Linked DNA regions of Mus musculus: region 1 is linked to region 2. A link is a contact called in public Hi-C data. All regions are on one chromosome and are shown on one strand. Each heading gives the region's core, a stretch centred on a gene start, on an enhancer-like site or on the middle of the called end of the contact. The rest is flanking DNA. Distances are from core to core; before and after follow the strand shown. Region 1 has its middle 26 kb from the start of Gm22367. Region 2 has its middle 20 kb from the start of Nap1l5.

Evidence for each region. A called contact is a pair of places that touch in the nucleus more often than the background predicts.
Region 1: a Hi-C map of liver shows a contact between it and region 2, with 4 times the contacts expected there. The contact joins two enhancer-like sites. A contact is called at or near these places in 2 of 39 promoter capture datasets (both in liver), 3 of 484 Hi-C or Micro-C datasets (the HL-1 cell line and liver) and 1 of 9 other capture datasets (embryonic stem cells).

Annotation. Positions count from the first base shown.
Region 1 is chr6:59,070,448-59,076,940 of GRCm38.p6, reverse strand. No RefSeq gene overlaps it. Among named protein-coding and RNA genes, the nearest start is that of Gm22367, 26 kb to the left of the region's middle. Within about 2 kb of position 5,075, at least 15 of the 459 cell types and tissues checked have an H3K27ac peak or open chromatin away from gene starts, as enhancers often do. A contact at or near this core is called in liver, where this site is marked.
Region 2 is chr6:58,923,334-58,930,088 of GRCm38.p6, reverse strand. No RefSeq gene overlaps it. Among named protein-coding and RNA genes, the nearest start is that of Nap1l5, 20 kb to the right of the region's middle. Within about 2 kb of position 2,003, at least 32 of the 459 cell types and tissues checked have an H3K27ac peak or open chromatin away from gene starts, as enhancers often do. A contact at or near this core is called in liver, where this site is marked.

The DNA.
Region 1 (6,493 bases), core at 3,826-6,325, 140 kb before region 2:
TGAATATCTCCTAGCAACTTTTGAAAATCATTTAAAGTCCTTAGATGATCAGTTCTAATTTGAATCTTCTGTAGAGTTATATATCTTTCTGTTATTTTGCTTCCCAAATAATGGATAACCTTTTGTAGCTGTTGTATGGTCTTACTATATGCCAAATCCAGCATTTCCTCCCTCATTGCTGCCAGAAGGACATCATCCATATAATGATAACATTTTATTCTGGGAATTCCTGTCTAACCTCATATAAGGCTGCATCTACATATAGCTGACACATAGTGGGACTATTGGCCATGCCCTGGGGCAAAACAACCCACTCAAACCTCTTATCTGGTTCTTCATGATTTATAGAAGGCAAAGTAAATGCAAATCTTACTGCATCTTGTTCATGCAAGGGGATGGAAAAGAAGCAATCTTTAATATCTAAAACTATCACTGGCCATGCTTTTAGAAGCACAGATGGTAAGGGCAAACCTCTTTGAATAGGTTCCATAATGACCATTTGTTTATTAATCTCTCTAAGATCATGTAACAACCTCCATTTCCCTGATTTTTTCTTAATGACAAATATGGGGGTATTCCAAAGAGAAATAGAGGGGCGAATATGGCCCATTTGAAACTGTTCTTGAACTAATTCTTTAGCAGTCTGTAATTTCTCTGAGGGCAAAGGCCACTGAGGAATCCATACTGAATCCTCAGTCTTCCAAGTAATGGGGATGGCCTCCTCAGTGGCCCCTAGGAAAAACCCAGTCCAGCACGACCTTTCTTTGAACTCACAGGAATAGGGGATTTCCTGCCCTGCAATCGAGGCCCTAATCCTTTTCCAGGTTGATATCCATAATTCTGCATAATTTGTTGAGCTTGTGGGCTATAAGGCAACTCATTTGTCAATTTATATCCCATTTCTTGCATCAGGTCCCATCCCCAGAGGGAGATCAGAACAGGGAGCACATAAAGCTGAAAACAACCGGAATGGCCCTCCTGGTCCTTCCAAGTGAGTTGGCATGAGCTTACTTCGGGCATTTGGGCATAGCCCAGGCCTCTCAGGGTTTGTTCTGACTGCTGACGTGGCCAAGCTGATGGCTAGTCCTTTATGCTAGTTATGCTTCGGTCAGCACCAGTATCAAGCAATCCTGAAATAGCTTTTCCCCCTACATGCAATACAAGTAGAGGTCTCTCATCAAGGTCCATGGAGTAGTAAATTGAAGTGGCTCCCATAGAACCAAATCCTCTACTCCCTCTTTCTTTATCATTAGCTGGAAACTTGGAATGACAACTTGGCAATAAGAGGAGCTGTGCAATACGAAATGGCTACAATTCCCAGTGGTGAGGAAACCATAATTTTGACCTGTCCAGTATAATCTGAATCTATTACTCCAGGGTGTACAACCAGCCCTTGAAGGGTCACGGAGCTACGGCCGAGCAGGAGTCCTACAGTATTAGGTGGCAGTGGCCCTTTAAAATCAGACTCGACCAACTGCACCCCCATCTGAGGTGTTAATATGAGTCTGGCGGTGGAATAGAGGTTGAGCCCTGCACTCCCTCTTGTTGCTCTCCTGGGCTGTTCCACTGCATTGGCATTCTCAGGTTGGGCCACCCCTCAGAAACTGCCCCATATATTTGAGGGCCCTGGGGTCGGGGGCCCTGCCATCCGTTTTTTGGATGAGCCCCGCTGTGAGAAATAGGCTGTCCATTGATCTCTTTCACGGAGTGACACTCATTAGCCCAATGATTTCCTTTCTTACATTTGAGTCATAAGCCAGGGCATAGCCCAGAAGCACTTCCTGCTCCCGCCTGCTGAGGGCACTGTCTCTTCATATGACCTGGTTGACCACATCGAAAGCATCCAGTGCTTCTGGCACCACCCTTTCCTATTGAAACCTGAGCTACAGCAGCCGCTAAGCCAGCATTAGTCAAGGGTCCTCCAAGCTCTCTGCACACCTTCATCCAGACCTCCAATCCTCTATTCTTATAAGGAATAATAGCTTGTCTACACTCCTTGGTACACTGCTCAAAAATCAACTGTTTTACAAGCGGCATGGCTGTGTCGGGATCCCCAAAAATCTTGCCTGCAGCTTCCACAATTCTAGCCACAAAGTCTGCAAACGACTCAGTAGGGTCTTGCAAGATCTTCGTTAAGTTGCCGCTGACTTCGCCTCTGTTGGGGAGAGACTTCCAGGCTTTGGTACACACCTTATTAATTTGTTCATAAACTTGAAGTGGATAATTGGTTTGGGCTGCAGCAAACCTCCCTTGCCCCAGTAACATATCTTGATCCCAAGCATCCTGCCCTGCCCTGGCATTCTGAGCTACATGCTCACCAGCAAATTCTATGAAAAATGATTTCCAATCCAGATACTGACCCCGAGACAGGCAAGCACGAGCAAGGTTCTGCCAATCGCTCCGCGTAAGGCAGTAGTGATGCAGTGACTCAAGCTGAGCCACCACAAAAGCAGCAGTCACTCCATAAGCCCTTATGCCCTCAGCCAGTCTCTGTATAATCTTCCAGTCTAATGGTTCATGAAATCTAGCTCCTTGTGCATCCTGGGACACTGGGTAGCACCGTGCTCCTAGCTCTCTCCACGTCTCTGGGTGTAGAGACCGTCCAGACGTCACCCCCATCGTATGACAGCGGTCGCAGAGGATCTGGTGCAGAAGGCTGAACCTTCACTCTCACTTTTTCGAGACTGTCCGCAATCCTCGGACAGGTCCCCTTGCTAGAGCTACTTTCTACATCAGACTCCTGTGATCTCTCCTCTCTTACTTTGTTCAAAGCCTCATTCTCTTTCTGCAACTCAGCCCCACACTTCTCCCGGTCCTTAATACAGTTACATACTAACTTCCATACCGGAAGCACCATTTTGACGAGGACGCCTTGCTCCTCGGCAAACTTCAGATCCTTCCCTAATTTCTCCCAACTAGGCCCTGTAAGATGCCCTGACACGGGGAACCATGGAGCCACCTGATCAACGGCCTTTAGAAAGTTTTCTAACGTCTCCTTTTTCAGCCCGATTCCTTTTTCTTTCAACAAATCCTTTAATGCCTGGTGAACAGACTGCCCTGATGTTGTGTTACCCATAACTGTTTTATCTTAATCGTCCCTAACTGGGAACCTTATTGTCTCTAACTGAGAACTTGAATCGTCCCACTTACCTCAATAGTCCTTAATCTGGGAACCTTATTGTCTCTAACGGAGAACTTGGATCATCCCATTTACCTGGGAGCTTTCCAGCCAGCTACCCAAACCTCTTGAAGTTCTGGACCCGCAGCGCTCTCTCGAAGCAGAGTCCTCGTACGAGCCACCACTTGTCGCATCCACCCCAACCAGCAGGAAAGACACAACACCACGTTGTCCTTCTTCAGTTGTCCTTCTTCAAGCAGGTTTATTCAGGAACACTTTGTATTGCAATGCAGGAACAGGAATCCGCAGAACAACCCTGGGGCGTGCCTTAAATACCCTACTGACTCCTCCCAATCACCCCAGTCACATAGCAGCAGTCCATTGGTTCACAGCAAGTGACACACCTCAGGCGAGTTGACAAGGCATGGCGTCTGCACAGTGCAGGTGCCTGGGATGTGGCTAAGTCAGAGGTAATGAGGAAGTCAGGCACAGGTCATAAGACCTGGCAGCCGTCCCAGGCGCCATCCTGGGGTCGTGGCCGCACCCGCTCCTCACAGGAAAGCTGGGGACAGGACACACTTCGGGGGCATCTGGAGTGTGCAGCATTTTGAGAAAAAAAAAAAAAAAAAAAAAAAGGAGTTCAGTGGCGAAAGGCAAGACCCAGCAAATAATCCTTCAAATGAGAACACACTTCAGAGCCAGGGATATGTGTGTGTACCTAACAGCTGGTGCACTGAATAAGCCTTGCTAGATATATCAAATAGGTGGCCTGAATTGAGCTCATTTCAAAAGGGTGCAACCCAGAGTTAGTATAAACCTAAGGAATAAAGTCCCATAAGACTTCAGACACCAATCACATTCCAGGTTGTAACTTGCATGCAGCGCCAGCTGGCTTACATGTAGGATTTCCACACTCCTGTCCTCTCACCCCAACAACACTGTGTGGCTGAGAACTCTCACATGCACTTCACTTTGGTTCTCCAGTTCATTATAAAGGAAGCAACCCTGCAGCAGCTGGATGTAAGAAATGCAAAAGCCAAGATGCTGAGGAAGGACCAGGAATTTCCATGGCCTCCCAGTATGTCACTCTCCACATTGCTTCATTGGATTTGCAACTCAAAAACTCTGGAAACTGCACTCTGTCCCTTTTTACTGAGGTCTTACTAAATAATAGTGATTCATTCAACCGTTGTGGTTAAACACAATCTCCAAACTGTTCTCCCACTCTAGAGTTTAAAGGTCTCATCCTCCAGTCACCACACAGTTCTTTTGCTGAGCCTAGGAATTCTTGGATCTGTAAATAAATTATTATTATTATTATTATTATTATTATTATTATTATTATTAATCCTTCTGTCAGGTCTGTGAGACAACTGAAAACCAGATAACAAAGCCTATTTCCCAGATATGTCGACAGCTGTCTTTTTACACCCTAGAAACCCAGAAGGTTTTACTAACTTCCCTTTGTGTGTGCTGCTACAGAACGTGACCTTGTTTACGCACTCCTTCTGCCAAACACTCAGCTTAGCCAATGACCTTTAAATCCACAGTCCTGTTGCATTGATATTCAGCCAGAGGAACATGTGATTAGTCCAAAGTTAGCTTGAGCTGTGTTTAAGCCACATATATTTTTGATCTAAAAATTTTGATTCCACAAGAACTATCAAAAATACCTTTGATTTCAGCATTCTCAGCTACTTAATCAGCAAGAAGATGTACTGGCTCATATGTCTGAAATCCTGAAAATATCATGAACTTTTCATCATTTTGCTTTGATGCTGTGTTGACTTCATTTTAGACCAACTTGTTTTCTAATTCCAGGTGGCTGCCAGGGGTTCCTATGGCAGTATTCCAGTAAATGAGAACTGAAGACTCTGAAATCTTACTACTTAGTGATGGCTGACCGGCTAACCTGCCTGTGTTCAGGGGTGTTGGCTGAAGGCATAAGACTGCTGACTCGGATTTGCACAATTCACTAGTCACAGCGACAGCACAGGCTGGCACTTTATGTGGTGTTTCCTTATACCCAGTAGTGATTCAGAGGAGGCTGGGTAACTCCATCTGGGACAAGCTGTGCTACAGGAAGCAAACCCCTCACCTGGAGAACCTGAATCTTTCATAACTTGTGTTGAGCATGGACTGACCGTCACTCCCAAGGGAGACTATTTTTGTCTTAAGGGCTATTAGGTAAAGAAGTCTTTAAATAATCTCCTGATTATTTAAACTCAACTGAAAGGTAGAAAAAGAAATAGCCAAAATAATATTAAACTGACATGCACACAATAGAAGTGATGGCTCCCAGTCCATGCCAGGGGACTTCAAAGAAGGCCTTGGGAGATGACTGTGTGAAGTGTATGTTGGTGGAGATTCATTGTACGTTTCCTTAATCTGTTTCTAAATCAGACCAGGCTGTGCTGTGAGTTATTGATCCTTATAACCTAGAGTCTGGCATATTATTAGCATAGCTAGTTTGTTGAATGAATGAATAATGTTTCTGTAAATCTATTACCACATTATATTCCAATCTTTACTTTTATAAACTTGTTCTTAAATATAATTTTATTTTATTCTCATCTTGAGATTTATACTCAACAAAAAATGTAGTTTAACTTTTTTCTGGTTCATGTTAAAATACTTTGTATGGTTTAGGGCTGAGAGTGTAGCTCTTAGAGTGCTTACCTAGCATCCAAAAGGCCCTGGGTTTGATTCTCAGTACTACCTAAAACTGGATGTGATGGTGTATGGAGTTGGATGGGTAGGGAGGTAGGGAAAATTCTGAAGAAGTTGAAGAAGTTGAAAGAATATGCTCAAAATATACTGTGTACAAAATTGTGTAATAAAATTTTTAAAAATAAAATAAAACAGGAAAAATAGTTTTTCTTTTTTTCCTCCGCTGATTTTTGCACAGACATCCTGGAAGAATTATGACAGGACAAGGCAGCCAATGCCTCCACTCAATTCAGAAAGCCTCTCACCTAGCACTGTTTCCTAGCATATAACAAGTTGAACAGAGCAATCTCTGGTTCATCCTAGATATAGTCACTGGAGCAACTGCTATGGATAGCAGACAGTGAACTTCATTACTGGTTACTCTTTGTCAACTTGACACAAACAAGAGTCAGCTGAGAAGAGTGAACATCAGTTGATAATTCCCTCCATCAGATTGGCTTCTAGGCATATCTGTGGAACATTTTATTGATTGATAATTGATGTGGGAAGAACAAGCCCACTGGGTGTTGCCACCTCTGGGCAGGTGACTCTGGGTTGTATAACTCAGCAGGCTGAGCAAACCATGAAAATCAGTCAGTAAGCAGCTTTCCTCATGACTTTTACCTCACCTCCTACTTGAGTTTCTGCCCTTGCTCTGTCAATGAT
Region 2 (6,755 bases), core at 754-3,253:
AATTTACCAGTGTTATCTCTAAGCTATGTCAGCTTGCCAAGGCTGAACTTACACAGTAGAATCTTATACCCACTAAGCCAAATCAGAACTCCCTAGTGCATTTCAGAGCCCTGGCATGCAGACAGGGGGTATTTGGCAGGACCGGAGGTGCTGAAAGCTCGGTTCTCACTTTCCTCTCCAGCTACACGGCTTATTACCACGGGGGGGGGGGGGGAGCATTGCAGAAAACATGGTGAGAAGCAAATCCCTTGGACCACTCAGATTCCCAGCAGAGCCCATGTATGTTTAAGTCATATGTTGCCATAAATTCTGAAGTTCTCAAAAGCCATTCAAAAACATGAATCAATCTTTAGACCCTCCTTCTGGGCATGATTACTACATGATAAGACATTTTTGAGACACTGATATTTTTCTTTAGCTGGTACTTCTGAAACACTGACAATCCCTGTGTATAATAGGCGCGGTGAGGAAGGCGAGAGAGTACTCCTCACACCAGAACAAACATGTGGCTGAGCTACTAGAAGGCCACCTCAGTGAGGACTTTGGGATGAGTATTGTAGCTCAGAAAGGGCTGTAGGGTTCAGGTCTCGGGACAGGCCTGTCATTAATGCTTGCTCTCTGCCATGCTGCTTGTCTAGCCTTCGGAAGGGTGCAGAGCACGCTGTGCATCTATAGAAATGACCAGTTCCACAACTAAACTCTGAGTAACAAAAAACGACCCACTTGACAACAGCCAGAAACAGAATGCCTACAGGTGCTTCAAGGCCCCACTACATGATCTGGGTACAGGATTTATCCTCCCAGAGCCTCCGTTTCATTGTATGAAAAAAAAAATGATTGCATTTCTTGCTTTATAGGTTGTTGTAGGCTCAGTGTTGTGTCTGCATTGAAATAAAGTGTTTTTGTAGTTCAGCAACACATTCTGAAGTCTTTCAGAACAGGCATTGTACTTTCCACGATCACTCACCATGCCATTCCCCATCACCCTCTCCTTTCTTGTTTGTATATGTTAGAAAAACAATATTACTCCAACACTCTAAGTATGGGTCAGTGTGGAGGAACACGTTCAGTTATGTTTGTGTGTGCTATGTGTGTGTTATTCATGTGTGTTTGTGGGGTGAATGTTTGTGCATATACATATGTGTTGTATTATGTGGGTGGGTGTACATGTGTGTGTTGTACATGTGTATTGTATGTATTTATATTGTGTGTGTGTGTGTGTGTGTGTGCATGTGTCTGTAGGCCAGAAGTCTACCCTAGGATGTAAAGATAAGCAAGATTTTATGGAAACAGTTAACCAATTCAGTTGGAGGAAAAAACATATCATGTCTATCACTATTTTCAAACATCCTGGCTGCTTTCTCAGAAGGATTACTGCTTGCTAAATGACCTCTCTGAGCAGGAGAAACCTTCTAAGTTTCTCCCTAAAGTCTTTGGGAGGTCCAGAACTGATCAGACACATCAACAGTTCAGAATGAACTGGGATGGTCTCTGAGATCAATGTGGAAACAAATGCCTAAGTCCAGTGGTGTGAAGAAGGCAAGGAGGAACCTTCCAATGAGTTTCTGGATGACTTAGATGCCCTGAAGTTTATTTCGGGAAATATTTTTAAATTAAAAGCTAACTGCCCCCGAAGGAGGGGTAGTTTGCTAAAATTTTGCCAAGCTGTTAAGGAGCATCCCAAATCCCACAACCTGTGGCCAGGGCTAAGTAGAGGAAGGCACATGGGGTCCTCCACTCTTTCACCCTACGAAGGAAGAACCAGATGAAGACCATGCCTGCCTGAGGCTAGCACCAGGGAAGCTTTCAGATTCAAATCATTCCACAATCTTGTCCCTTCCCACCCCTAACACTACCGCAGACATCAGTACACCCAGGTCTCTACTCTGAACATTCTGACAGTGACTTGAACTTGAGAGTCCTTCAATTCAGGGACAAAAGGTTAAGAGATCTATTTTTAACAAGCAGCTTTGGCAGTGTCCTGCCAGCCCTGCAGGACCTGCAGCCAGAACCTACTTGGCCCTGGCTCTTGGCTTTTATCCTGGAGAACACGGGCCACTGAGGAGCCAATAGGGACCAGGCTTATTTACAAATCTGCTTTTGCTATCTTCCTCCTAATCTGAAAGAAAAGGGGACCACAAAAGACCAGTCTGGTTATTAGGGTCTGGCTCCATTTTAAGTCTTACTTAAGTTTGTCAGGAAGTTTAACACCAGTGGGAACCAAATCCATAATTATCATAAATTGTACCTAACTCTCATGGGATTAGACTGAGGAAAATCAGCTTTCAAAAGATCTGAAGAGCATGTGATTCTGCACTGTGCCAAGCACCCAGTCATTCTGTTAGGAAAGAAAAAGAAGCTGACATCTGAGTTCCCTTTACTGGTGCTATAGGAAGAGTACACATCCTATTATTCTGGAAAAAGACAATGTGCAAGTGGGAAAGCTTGCAGGGACGAGTCTGGGGAGAGACCAGGCTTCACTCCACACCAGCATAGACAAGTCTGGGAAGAGACAAGGCCTCAGTCCACACAGACATGGAGGAGTCAGGAGAGAGACAACCTCAACCCACACCAGCATGCATGAGTCTGGAGGGAGGCGGGGCCCCAGCCCACACCAGCATGGGTGATTTTACCATCGCCTATTGTGCTGCAGGGTCTAGGATCTTTGTCCTCGAGGAAAGGCTAAGAGAGACAAACTGTCCACCCACACCCCACCAGAAGCCTAAAGCCAGAGACCAATGTCTGTGTACTCTTTACAGGGCTCCTCTTTTGTAAGGTTTAACTCTTTTTCCAAGAGCCTAGACTGGATTGGCTTGATGGTATGCCACTGTGTCACTCCCAAATGAACCCTGGTCAGTTTAACCTAAAGGGAAAAATCTTCACTTTTTCCTAAAGATACAGGGACCTGCTCTTTCATCCCTTGCAACAAAATAACAGAAGCAAAGACACACTATTCGATAATAACTCAATATTAATTATCTGCACTCCTCAATAAAGAGGCACAGGCACAGACTGGATCAGAAAACAGGATCCATCTTTTCACTGCCTCCCTCCAAGAAACACAGCTCATGACCAATGATATAACGGATACCATCTCATGGTCAAGGGATTGAAAAAAAAAAAAAAGATGATTCTAATGTCTGAATAGACATCAAACCAAAGTTATCCAGAAGAGATAAGGAAAGATACTTTACAGTTGTTAAAGGAAAAATCAGCAGACAGGATACTATGATTGTAAACATATATGTGCTGCACTGACTAGTTTTGGGTCAACGCAACACAACCTAGAGTCAACAGAGAGGATGGAGCCTTAACTGAGAAAATGTCTTCCTAAGATCTTTCCCTCCAAGTTGCTTTTGGTCACACTTTCACCGCAGCAATAGTAACCAAACTAAGACATTCCCTAAACAAAGGAGCATCTAATGGCATTAAAAAGGCATGTTTAGATTTAAAACAGCATGTTGACTCCAGCACAGTAATAGAGGGAGACTCCAATACCCACTCTCTCCAATAGACAGGTCATCTGGGGGAAAAAACAACAACTGAGAAACTCTAGATTTAAATGATAGCATAAAGCAAGTGACATTTACAGAACAGACATTTTCGGTCCAATCCACCTAAATGCTAAAACTGCACTTTCTCCTCATCAGACTATGGAACTTTCTCCAAAACTGACCATATATTAGGTCACAAGTCAAGTTAGAACAAATCCAGAAAATGTAAATAACAACCTGCATTGGATCTAACCACAGTGGAAGAAAGCCGAATATGAACAACAGAAAACAGCAGAATGTACACACACACTCATGGGCCTTAATAATACATTACTAAATGAAAATTGGGTCAAGGGAGAAGTGAAGAAGGAGACTAAACATTTCCTAGAATTGAATGAAAATGAAAACACAACAGACTGAAATCGGTGGCAAGACATAATAAAAATCAGGACTGAAATTAATAAAATAGAAATGAGAAAAACAATGCAGATAATGAGTAAGCGTTGGTCCTTTGAAAAGGTTAACAAGATTAACAAAGCTTAGGCAAATTAACTAAATGAATAAGACCAGAGATGAAAAAGGACACATGACAGCAGTGACTGAGGAAACTTGGGAAATTATAAGGACATACATTAAAAACTGATAGTCCACTAAACTGAAAAGTCTAAAAGAAATGAATTTTTAAATATTCATGCCCTACCAGAATTAAATTAAGAGGATGAAAAGAATTTAAATAGATTTATAACTACCAGTGAGAAACAATGATTGAAAAAACACCTAGCTGAAAAAAAATCCTAGGACTACATAGATACAGAACTGAATTCTACTAGTCCCTCAGAGAGAAACAACAATACTCCTCAAATTATTTCATACAATAGAAAGAAAAAGAACATTTTCAAATAATTTATATGATACCAGGATCAAAGTTAAAAAATTAAAAGAAGGAAAATATTGCCAGCATCTAAGGTGAATATACACAACACAAACACGCACGTACACACACACACACACACACACACACACCTCAATAAAAATACTTGCAAACTGAATTCAAGACCAAAGAAGATTTTCCACTATGAATATGTCAGCCTTATGCCCCCCAGAGATGCAGGGGTGGTTCAACATCTGTAAATCAGTAACTAAATCCACCATATAAACATAATCAGACAGAAAAAGCCCCAATTATCTCATTAGATTTAGAAAAGGCTTTTGACAAGATATGATATTCTCTCATGATAAACATCATGAGACTAGGGAAACAGGCAACATACCTCAATATAATATGGAACTACATGGCAAGTTTAGCCAATATCATGCTAATTAGAGAAAAATAAAAAAAACATTTCCACTAAAATCAGGACTAAGGCAAGGATGTTCACTCTCTCCAATTCTATTCAACATAATACAAGTCTTAGAGCAATAAGACAATGGAAGATGATTCAAACAGAAAAGAAAGAAGTCTAAGTATCTTTTAAAAGACTTTAAAAACTCTAACAGAGAACTACACCCACAAAGTACCACACTACAAAATGAACAGGCAAAACCCATACTCTTACTATATTCAAACAATAACCAATAGTCCCCCAAAGTATCTTGGATACTAAGGAACTGAAAGACTTATATAATAAAAAGAATTTGTAACATTGGAAAAAGAAATTGAAAAAGATACCAGCATGGATTAATAGGACAAAAGTCCAAAAAAAAAAAAAAAGAAAAAAAAAAACTGTTGGCGTTATCATCATCTGGTGTTAGGTTGTATTTCGGAGGCAGACTAAGAAACACAGCATGGTATTGTTATTTAAGACCAGACACATCAATCAGTGGACAAGAACTGAGGATGCAAACATGTTAAACCAAAACTAACACTAGAGACAACACAGTCTCTTCACCTTGTTCTGGTCAAGCGAGATAGCTGTAGGTAGAAGAATGAAACTGGATTATTACCTGACTCACATTAAATGTATCAAGGACCTCAACAAAGGACATAATATTATGGATCTGATAAATAAGAAATGAAATACTCAGCCAAGCAGTGGTGGCGCACGCCTTTAATCCCAGCACTTGGGAGGCAGAGGCAGGCAGATTTCTGAGTTCGAGGCCAGCCTGGTCTACAAAGTGAGTTCCAGGACAGCCAGGCTGTACAGAAAAACCCTGTCTCGAAAAGCAAAATGAAACAAAACAAAACAAAACAAAACAAAACAAGAAATGAAATACTCTTGAACTCACTGGCATAGGGCGGGGCTTTCTGAGTAAAACCAAAGAAGTGCAGGTATTAAGACCAACACTGACAAATTTGACCTCATGAGATTAACAGACATCTATATAGCAAAGAACAGCATCACTCAAGTGAAGATGCAAAATACAAAACGAGAAAAATCTTTACTAATTATATTCCTACGACAGAGGATGGGGTTTAGAGTACACAAAGAACTAAAAACAAAACAAAACAAATACCTAGACATCAAGAAAAAAAATCCAATTTATAAATGGGCATGGATCTAAACATAGGGCTCTCAAATCTTGAAATACAAATGGCTGAGAAAGTTTTTTTTTTTAATGTTTAATATCCTTAGCCATCAGGGAAATGCAAATTAAAACTATTTTGAGATTTCATTGTATCCTAGCCAGAATTGTCAAGTTAAAACAACAAATTCATAGTTAATAGGTATGCAAAGTGGAACAGATCTATGCAGAGAGAGAGAGAGAGAAAGAGACAGAGACAGAGAGACAGAAACAGACACACAGAGAGATGGAAACACACACACACACACAGAGAGAGAGAGAGAGAGAGAGAGAGAGAGAGAGAGAGAGAGAGAATATCATCAATCTTCCACTTAACGCAGCTATACTACTCTTAGGCATATGCCTGAAGGACTCTGCATCTTGCTCATTCACATTCAGTGCTGCTCTTTTTCATACACTAGGCATGATATGGAAACAGCCTAGATGTCCACCAACTAAAGAATGGATAATGAAAATGTGGTCTAACTTATACAATAGAGTATTAGCTTTTATGATAAATAAGTAATGAAATTTGCAGGTAAATGGATGGAGCCAGCTGGGTGGTGGTAGTGCATGCCTTTAATCCTAGCATTTAGAAGGCAGGAAGTATGAGGTGGAGGCCAGCCCAGACTACATAGTGAGTTCCAGGATAGCCTGGACTACACAGAGAAACCCTGTTTCCAAATATAAATATATATATATAATTTATAAATAAGTTATTTATAAATTTATATTATTTACAAATTAATTATATAACAA